Linked DNA regions of Mus musculus: region 1 is linked to region 2. Evidence: chromatin contacts called from public promoter capture Hi-C data. All regions are on one chromosome and are shown on one strand. Each heading gives the region's core, a stretch centred on a gene start, on an enhancer-like site or on the middle of the called end of the contact. The rest is flanking DNA. Distances are from core to core; before and after follow the strand shown. Region 1 holds the start of Six5 (sine oculis-related homeobox 5). Region 2 holds the start of Nectin2 (nectin cell adhesion molecule 2).

Region 1 (4,373 bases), core at 1,042-3,541, 660 kb before region 2:
ATGTAAGACCCCTCTCTCCCCTCCCCGATCCCCATCTTAGATATGCTACCCACAGCCCTTCTCCCGTCCACGTTTAGGGTCCATTCTCCTTGGGGGTTCCAGAAGAAAGCTGCCCTTCACTCATCCATTCAGCATGCACTATCTACCAGCTCTCCCTCGTTTCAGGCTTCTCGCCAAATCCTCCCCAAGGGAACTCCCTATACTCCCGTTCTGGCCTCGACTAGATTCCCGCACTGCCTCTCGCCCTGCTGCTGGGCTCCGATCGGGTCACCTGTCCCTTCTCTCTCCAGCTAGATGGCCCCCCGGCCGTGGCTGTGGGCCAGTGCCCGCTGGTGGGGCCAGGCCCCATGCACCGCCGTCACCTGCTGCTCCCTGCCAGGGTATGTCCCACGTCCGCCCACCACGGGCCTCTGCCTAGCTCTGCCCACTGAGTGTCACCACTGCTTGCTGTGCCTCTGTGGAGCTCGGCCCACCGCAGGGAGGGGGGGTATTCGGGCGGCCAATCAACACAGGCTGCTGCTAAGTAGCCAATGACGAGTTCCAACAGGAGCTCTTTCTTGCGAGCAGACCAACTTTAGCTGCGGGCTGTGGGGACCAGAGATGCGCTCAGAGGCCCATCTATGGGTATAGGCTGGGCGGCTCCCAGGAGCCAGTGGGCCCCTGTAGCCTAGTGCTAATCCAACCTTCTCTCCTGCAGATCCCTAGGCCTGGCCTATCCGAGGCGCGTTGCCTGCTCCTGTTCGCCGCTGCTCTGGCTGCTGCCGCCACACTGGGCTGCACTGGGTTGGTGGCCTATACCGGCGGTCTCACCCCAGTCTGGTGTTTCCCGGGAGCCACCTTCGCCCCCTGAACCCTAAGACTCCAAGCCATCTTTCATTTAGGCCTCCTAGGAAGGTCGAGCGACCAGGGAGCGACCCAAAGCGTCTCTGTGCCCATCGCGCCCCCCCCCCCCCCCCACCGCTCCGCTCCACACTTCTGTGAGCCTGGGTCCCCACCCAGCTCCGCTCCTGTGATCCAGGCCTGCCACCTGGCGGCCGGGGAGGGAGGAACAGGGCTCGTGCCCAGCACCCCTGGTTCCTGCAGAGCTGGTAGCCACCGCTGCTGCAGCAGCTGGGCATTCGCCGACCTTGCTTTACTCAGCCCCGACGTGGATGGGCAAACTGCTCAGCTCATCCGATTTCACTTTTTCACTCTCCCAGCCATCAGTTACAAGCCATAAGCATGAGCCCCCTATTTCCAGGGACATCCCATTCCCATAGTGATGGATCAGCAAGACCTCTGCCAGCACACACGGAGTCTTTGGCTTCGGACAGCCTCACTCCTGGGGGTTGCTGCAACTCCTTCCCCGTGTACACGTCTGCACTCTAACAACGGAGCCACAGCTGCACTCCCCCCTCCCCCAAAGCAGTGTGGGTATTTATTGATCTTGTTATCTGACTCACTGACAGACTCCGGGACCCACGTTTTAGATGCATTGAGACTCGACATTCCTCGGTATTTATTGTCTGTCCCCACCTACGACCTCCACTCCCGACCCTTGCGAATAAAATACTTCTGGTCTGCCCTAAATCCCGCGCAATATCTCTGTTGTGGAAAGGAAACCGCCCCGCAGGCCAATGGAGAGTCCAATAGAGACAACCAATGGCTTGAGTGGGAGCTAGAGGGGAGGCAAAGCGCACGAATCAGGTTGAAGGGTGGGGCTTAGGCATCCAGCCAGTAGGAGAGAAGCAACAAGCCACCAGAGACACCACCGCCCCCCACCCTCCCCCCCAGCTGTGACCCAGCTGTGCCACTCAAGTTTGGAAAAAAGTAGGGGGTTGGGCCAGCAGCGGGCACACCATCTTCCCACTGCGCCTGCGCAAGCCACGCGCATCCGCTTTTTGGACCGACACTCCAGAAAAGTTGCTGCAAACTTTCTAGCGCGATTCCCCGCCCCTCCTCCCAGCTAGATCCACCGCCTACCCGCGGGGCCGGGAATTCCGAGGGGCGGAGCACGGCGCGGAGATGGGAAGGGAGGGGGCCCTTCAAGGGACCCGGGAGATGGGAGCGGCTTCGCGCCCTTAACCCTCCGGACGGCCCATTACCTTCTCCGTTGCTCTGATAGGGAAACTGAGGCCCTGAGTCAGAGGCACACAAGGGGGGAAGGCCAAAAGCGCGGCCAGAGACGGAGGGAAAACAAAGAATCCTGACAGCCCGGGAGGGGGGCGGACACACAGGGACAAGGACAGACCCGAGTGCAGAGCTGGGTCTAGTCTTTGGGAGGGGGCCAGAAGACTGCAAGGGGACCGGGGGGGGGGGCGGCGAGGAGGACTGGGCGGAGGAGGGGGCTGGGGAAGCCCGCGGGAGGCGGCAAAGGAGGGAGGAACTTTCCAAAGTTGCCAAACATGGCTACCTCGCCTGCGGAGCCGAGCGCGGGGCCCGCGGCTCGGGGGGAGGCGGCGGCGGCGACCGAGGAGCAGGAGGAGGAAGCGCGCCAGCTTCTGCAGACTCTGCAGGCAGCCGAGGGGGAGGCGGCGGCGGCCGGGGCGGGAGATGCGGCGGCGGCGGCGGACTCTGGGTCCCCGAGTGGCCCGGGGTCTCCCCGGGAGACCGTGACCGAGGTGCCCACTGGCCTTCGCTTCTCGCCCGAACAGGTGGCATGCGTGTGCGAGGCGCTGCTGCAGGCGGGCCACGCCGGCCGCTTGAGCCGCTTCCTGGGCGCGCTGCCCCCGGCCGAGCGCCTACGTGGCAGCGATCCGGTGCTGCGCGCGCGGGCCCTAGTGGCCTTCCAGCGGGGTGAATACGCCGAGCTCTACCAACTTCTCGAGAGCCGCCCTTTCCCCGCCGCCCACCACGCCTTCCTGCAGGACCTCTACCTGCGCGCGCGCTACCACGAGGCCGAGCGGGCCCGTGGCCGTGCGCTGGGCGCTGTGGACAAATACCGGCTGCGCAAGAAGTTCCCTCTGCCCAAGACCATCTGGGATGGCGAGGAGACCGTCTATTGCTTCAAGGAGCGCTCGCGAGCGGCGCTCAAGGCCTGCTACCGCGGCAACCGCTATCCCACGCCTGACGAGAAGCGCCGCCTGGCCACGCTCACCGGCCTCTCGCTTACACAGGTCAGCAACTGGTTCAAGAACCGGCGACAGCGCGACCGCACTGGGACCGGCGGTGGAGCGCCTTGCAAAAGGTGAGGGGGGAACCGACCCTCCTTCCTCGGTGGCCGCTGGAGTCTGCGCAAGTGACCCTTCACATCCCTCTTCGGTGGCGTCGGCGAGTGCATAGGCTGAGCGTGGAGAGACCAGGCACACCCTGGGTTCTCTGGGCATCACTGCCTCAGGGGCAGAGGTTGTTCCAGCTACTTCTAAGCTGGGAACGCAGTGCCAGGAATGGGGGGGGGGGCGGGGGCGGGACGGGCAGTGAGAAAAGTGAGGTATCCCTGGAGGAGCGGTAGTAAGGAAGGGAAAGGGGCCTTTGTCTAAGGCACCCAGGGTAGGGACCCGCTTTTGGGGCCTCTGCAACCTGGCCCCTCGGTAACCATTACTTACACCCACCCCCACGCCCCCTCCAGCCCAAACAGCGTGGTCTGTCGCTTGTCTTTGTTGTGAAACGTGAACCTTCTCCGGCTCCGGTTTCCCTGTAACCCAAGCCCTTCCCCTCCCACCTCAGCGCCAGGCCTCTAGCTCTGGTCTCTGACGCCGTGGGGGTGGGGGGTGAGGAAGAACTGGAGTAAAAGCTGCTGCCTCACTCCGCAGCCACGCGCCTGCCGACCCAGGGGACTTGGGGCAGTCTGGGTGCTCGGCTGCAGGCCAAGGCGACTGGAAAACTTTCCTCCAGCTTAGCATACCCGCCGCGCTGTCAACCCCAGCAGGCTTGTAGAGACCCTGGGATTTGGGTGGGTTCTTTGAAGGGCTAAAATAGTTAATCGGAGCTTGGGTTGCCTCTGCCCCTAGGGCGATGAAACCTTCAAACCTAAAAAAGACGTAACCCTTTTTCCTTCCAGCGAGTCTGATGGGAACCCCACTACGGAGGATGAGTCCAGCCGCAGTCCAGAGGACCTGGAGAGGGGTGTGGCCTCCATGGCTGCTGAGGCCCCCGCCCAGAGTTCCATCTTCCTGGCGGGGGCCACCTCTCCTGCAACGTGCCCTGCCTCCTCCTCTATCCTAGTGAATGGGAGCTTCCTGGCCGCCAGCAGTCCCCCAGCAGTGCTCCTCAATGGTAGCCCAGTCATTATCAATAGCTTGGCCCTAGGAGAGAACTCCAGCTTGGGGCCCTTGCTACTCACAGGAGGAAGTGCCCCTCAACCACAGCCCAGTCTCCAAGGGGTCAGTGAGGCCAAGAATTCTCTGGTCCTGGACCCTCAGACAGGAGAGGTTCGACTGGATGAGGCTCAGTCT
Region 2 (4,656 bases), core at 1,803-4,302:
CCATCTCCTCCTCCCTTCCTGCTCTGTTTCTCAGCATTGCTGGGGCATTAAAAATGTATCAGCATCCCAGCGGGGGCAGGGGAGCTGGCCCTTGTGCAAGACTCCCTGTGCCTCCCGTGTCTTTAACTCCCTGTGGCCCCTACATGCTGGCTGGCCTTGAGACTGGCCTGTGCTCTGACCTCTCCAAGTCACAGGATCTCCACAGCCCTCTGGCTGGGGTCTTCTGATCTCCTTTCCTGTCACCAAACCTCTCTGCCCTTCCAGTGTCCCTGCCTATACCCCTCCCAGCACCCCAGCACCCCTGCCCCTTTCTGGTATCTTTCTGCCCTCCCTTGCAATCTTCCTTCATTCTTTGTGCATGACTCCATCCTTGCATTACTCCATCCTTGCATAGGTCTGATCCCCGTCCCCTCCCTCTCTTGGCTCCTCTTCCTATATCCCTGCTCTCCATCCTGTCTCTTGCCCCCCCCTCCCCCTCCCCCATTTCTTCTCTGCTCAGTTCCCCTTCCCTAACGAGAAGAGACAGCCAGGCCTGCCATCCCCTCTTCTCCCCTCCCCCGCCACTGTGTGGGGCTGCCTGGATGACATAGATGAGCAGAGAGAGATAGGGAAGAGTGGGGAGGGAGGCTCAGGCTCCAGCAGGAGGTCCAGGTGGTGTAAGCCCCATTCCCAGAGGAGGCCAGGAAGCAGGGAGGCTGAGCAGCTAGAGCCAGGGGAAAGAGATGTAGGGAAAGCAAGGGAGAGATGGAGAGAGCAAAGGAAGGACAAACAGAACAGAAAGGAGAAAGAGCCCGGAAAGAGAGAGAAGGGAGAGATGGAAAGGGAAATGAAAAAAGAAAAAGGAGAGGGAGAGAGAAGGAATGAGGAAGTGGAGATAGGAGTAGGATGGGTTAGGAAAGGCCAAGGTCCTCTCCCCAACGTTCGAAGGGAAGGCCCAGCCCCAGGAAATCCCCCCAGGGATTCAACAGAGAAGGGACAGTCACCACAGGTCTAGGAAATAGGAAGCACTTTGGGGAGCTTGCCCAGCCTGGCTATTGGGTTGCTGGCTTTCAAAGGCTTTCAAGGGACGGGAGTGGAACCTTGGGAGAGTGTCCTTTTCGGTTTCCCCGTTCGCAGGCTGGGAAGGGGAACAAGGTTTGCTCTGGGGTTCTGTGGAATCTGCTATGAGGTACCACACGGGTGGATTCTAAGAATTCACTCAGAGGGACAGGTACAGATCTCATCTATCTGGGAGGTCAAGGCCAATGACCTCAAAGGAGGTGACGAAAGAAAAAACGAGGCCAAAAGTGACAGGCATTCTCCCTACGATCCTTCTGATCCCCGTTCTGAGCAAACTCTCCAGAAACTCCCCGCTCCCCATCCCAGAGTGTGTAGTTAGGAAGAAACAGCCAGGTCACCTGCTAGGGGCGGGGCGAGGTCAGCACACCTGTTTACACCTCACCCCATCCCCCACCCCCACCCCCTGGCCTCGCAGAGCCCCAAGTCCCCTCCAGGGCTGGGGGGTGGGGAAAGGGGAGCGAGTCTTAGAGAGGAGGCTCCTCCCATTTACCTCTCCAAGTGCTTCGAGGACAAAGGCGTGACCAAAGGAGAGATAAGGTCCCGAAACCAGGAGTTGGGACTCTTAGCGCTCCAGCCCCGCCCCGCCCCTCCCAAACTAGGTGAAAGCGATACCGGAAAACTTCCCCAGGGACGTTGCCACTCACAAGGAAAGGGGGAAGGGGAGGAAAACTGCAAACCTCCCGGGCTCTGACTCTACCTGGGACACAGCCGACTAAGTTCCCAATTTCAGGCTACGTCTTTAAGCCTTTGATTATATTTGGGGGCAGAGGGGTAAAGGTCAGAGTCCCTTGATCATTAAATTCCATTGCCTACAGCTAAATCCGAACCTGCCAAGATAGTGCCTCTGGACCCTAACTGCACCTGGACCCCAGCGAGCAGAGCTCTTTGCCCACAGTTAAACCCAAGACCCACAAGTTTGAACCCCTTTTCTCCAATTCTATCTAGACCCGGGTTAGGCTCGCCTTCTGAGATCCTGGAGGCAGAACCTCTTAATTTTCCCAGAACCCAGGGGTCAGTGTCTGTAAACTCCCTGAGGCTTGCACTCCAGACTCACACCCTTCCTGCCCCTGAGTGCCCCCAACTCTCATCATTGGTTTGCCAAGGGCTCCCAAAGACCGAACTCATCCCCCCCCCAACACACACTCGTCTTGGGAACCTCGACTGTGGGTCCCCTCGCGCCCAATTCTCCCCGGGCCTCGGATGCCCAACCCAACAAGAAGGAAAAGAAAAAAAAGGGGGGGGGGTGTCGTCCCTCCTCACCATCACGACCCTCCAGCTAGTGTGAGTGGGGGGAACATTCTCCACATTCCTGAGGGGGGAGAGCAGAGACGGAAATCCAGATTCCGGATAAGTGATCAGCACAGGATGGGGAGGATTTAACCCTTTCCACGCCGAGGGAGGTGGAGGGGGTCAGAAACCCGGGTTAGAATGGACACTTGTGATTACGCGAGGTGCAGAGAGGGAGGTTAGGAGACTCGGAGAGAGAGCCCGGTGTGTTGCGAGAATCTCGATCAGTAGGGCCAACCTAGAAGGGGGCACGAGGGAAAGGGGCCTCGGGGAGCTGGGAGTGAGGTGGGGGACGATGCCCCGTTCCCTCCCTTCTGAGGACTGACGAAGGCATCCGCGCGTTTTCACCTGTTTCCTGAAGCAGGAGCAGTAGCAGCGGCAACAACGGCAGCGTCGGTGACAATCTGGACGGCGGGAGGACTGCGGCCCGGGCCATGGGGGGCCCGGGGAGGGACTGGGCCCGGGCAGGGGGTGCCTAGGGACCACTCTTCGTGTACCGATCGGCTGGGAGGGCAGTCAGGGGTCTGAAGTGTCCGGCTCCAGGCCGGCTTCCGCCGCTCACGGCTCCCCGGATCAGTTCGTTCGGCCCAGCTTTCCCTCGCCTGGCTCTCAGGATCCGCGCCCCCCGGCCCCTCGCTTAGCTCCAGCGGGCCGGACTCATGACGTCACAGGCCCCGCCCCTCTTCGCCAAGCCGATCCTAGGGCTCAGGCTCCGCCCCTCTCAGGGCTAAGACCCCGCCCATCCCGCGTCCCACACCTGTCTGGCCCCACGATTCTATCTCCGCCTTCTCCTGGAATTAACTATTTGACCACGCCCACTCGACATGGAGCCACGCCCACACACAACCCGGGAAGACCCACTGCGCCCCCTACTGGTCACTCTAATGAGACGCGGTCACACCCCCTTCTAAACTTCCGGTCGCCTCCCACCAGGAGAAGCCATGCCTTCTCGCCCAGACCACGCCCCACTGCCCTCTGGTTAGCCTGAGTATGTGGGCTCTCATAGGGCCTCCCTTCCTGAGGCACCGCCCCTTGGTGAGGCCACACCCCTGTCCCAGCCTTTCTCCTAGTCCTGCTGCTGTGGTAGGTCGGGGTCACTTCTTAGTGGACCCCATTTCTTTCTGATCTCTGCCCTGGGTTCTCGTGTCGCCGCATCATTTCTTTCCAGATTTCTCCTCTTTCTCTACCTCTGAGTCTCCCTCCGCATCCCCATGTTTCTCTGTGGCTCTGCTCTGGTGTTTCTTTGTCTGTCCATGTGCCTATGTCACTTAGTCCCCGTGTCTCGTTGCATTCCTTTGACTGTGTGCGTCTCTCTTTGCGTCCCTGTCACTTTCTGTTTCTTGTCTCATAGTTTTTTTCTGTGTCACTCTTAATATTCCTGTCCCTGCATCTGGCCTCTGCGTCCCTCCCACCCAGTATCCTTTTTTTATATCGCAGCCTTCCGCGAGGGGGCAGCATAAACCAACCCAGCAGGCCGAACCCCGCTGGGTGGGGCTGGACCAGTCAGTCTGTCCTCTGGCCCTACCAGTCCCTTCCGGTTGTCCTTGTCCCACTTTCTCTATCTCACCAGAATCCTGTGGTCTTTGTGGCTGGTTTTGAGGCGGCCCTTTTGTCTCTTCGTAGACGCTCCACCCTCCCCACCCCCACCCGCCTTTTCACATTCCCAGGGCCGCCGAGTGGAGCTAATGAGAAGGTCCACTTGTTGGGGATGGGGGAGGGGAACAGGTACTCCGCTGCTGAAGTACCTGACAGCCAAATCCTCCCCAAGGGCCAGGCATTTGGGGGTTTCTTGTGAGAGAGCCACCTGGGCTGGGGTAGGGCCCCTTCTCCACCGGCCACATACATGAAGCCCCTCTCCCATGTGGCAAGGCCCAAGGAGTGGACCCTGGCTCTGACCAACTTGCTTTCCACTCTTGTTAATGCTCCTATTTGTTTGCTTGCTGATTATTTTGTGTGTGTGCAGGCCGTGCTGACTTCTGAAGGGCAAATAACAACTTGCTTTGAGTTGGAAGCAGCAAGTGGGTGCCGGGGCCCCAACTCACGTAGCCAAGTTTGGTGGCACAACCTTTGAAGCCATTCCACCCACCTTGGTTTTGTTTTATGAGATGGCATCTCCTGTCGTCCTGGCTAACCAGCCAGGGATTGTAGGCATGCACTGACTCCAAGTTGAGCTAGCTCTCTCCTTTCTGAGCTGTTGCCACACCCCTTTAACAACATTGTTGATAAAGGGTTTTAGCTTTGTCTGCCCACCAGGCCCTCGTGTAAGTCTTCTCCCAAGCAGTCCCCGATCAAGCCGTGGAGAAGGAAGGG

The links. Capture Hi-C pulls out chosen DNA fragments and counts their contacts.
Region 1: a contact with region 2 is called in a promoter capture Hi-C map of adipose tissue. The contact joins the promoter of Six5 here to the promoter of Nectin2 in region 2. A contact is called at or near these places in 3 of 39 promoter capture datasets (cranial neural crest, liver and second pharyngeal arch cranial neural crest), 1 of 484 Hi-C or Micro-C datasets (nephron progenitors) and 4 of 9 other capture datasets (adipose tissue, liver, macrophages and 1 more).

Annotation. Positions count from the first base shown.
Region 1 is chr7:19,092,253-19,096,625 of GRCm38.p6, forward strand. It overlaps Six5 (sine oculis-related homeobox 5), which reads left to right and starts at 2,292. Exons shown (of 3, transcript NM_011383.1): 1 at 2,292-3,166; 2 at 3,980-4,373. The coding sequence starts at 2,385. It overlaps Dmpk (dystrophia myotonica-protein kinase), which reads left to right. Exons shown (of 15, transcript NM_001379257.1): 13 at 1-2; 14 at 295-380; 15 at 698-1,569. The coding sequence ends at 857.
Region 2 is chr7:19,746,521-19,751,176 of GRCm38.p6, forward strand. Nectin2 (nectin cell adhesion molecule 2) reads right to left here and starts at 3,053. Exons shown (of 9, transcript NM_008990.3): 1 at 2,695-3,053. The coding sequence starts at 2,782. Gm34744 (a long non-coding RNA gene) reads left to right here and starts at 3,050. Exons shown (of 3, transcript XR_881878.3): 1 at 3,050-3,429.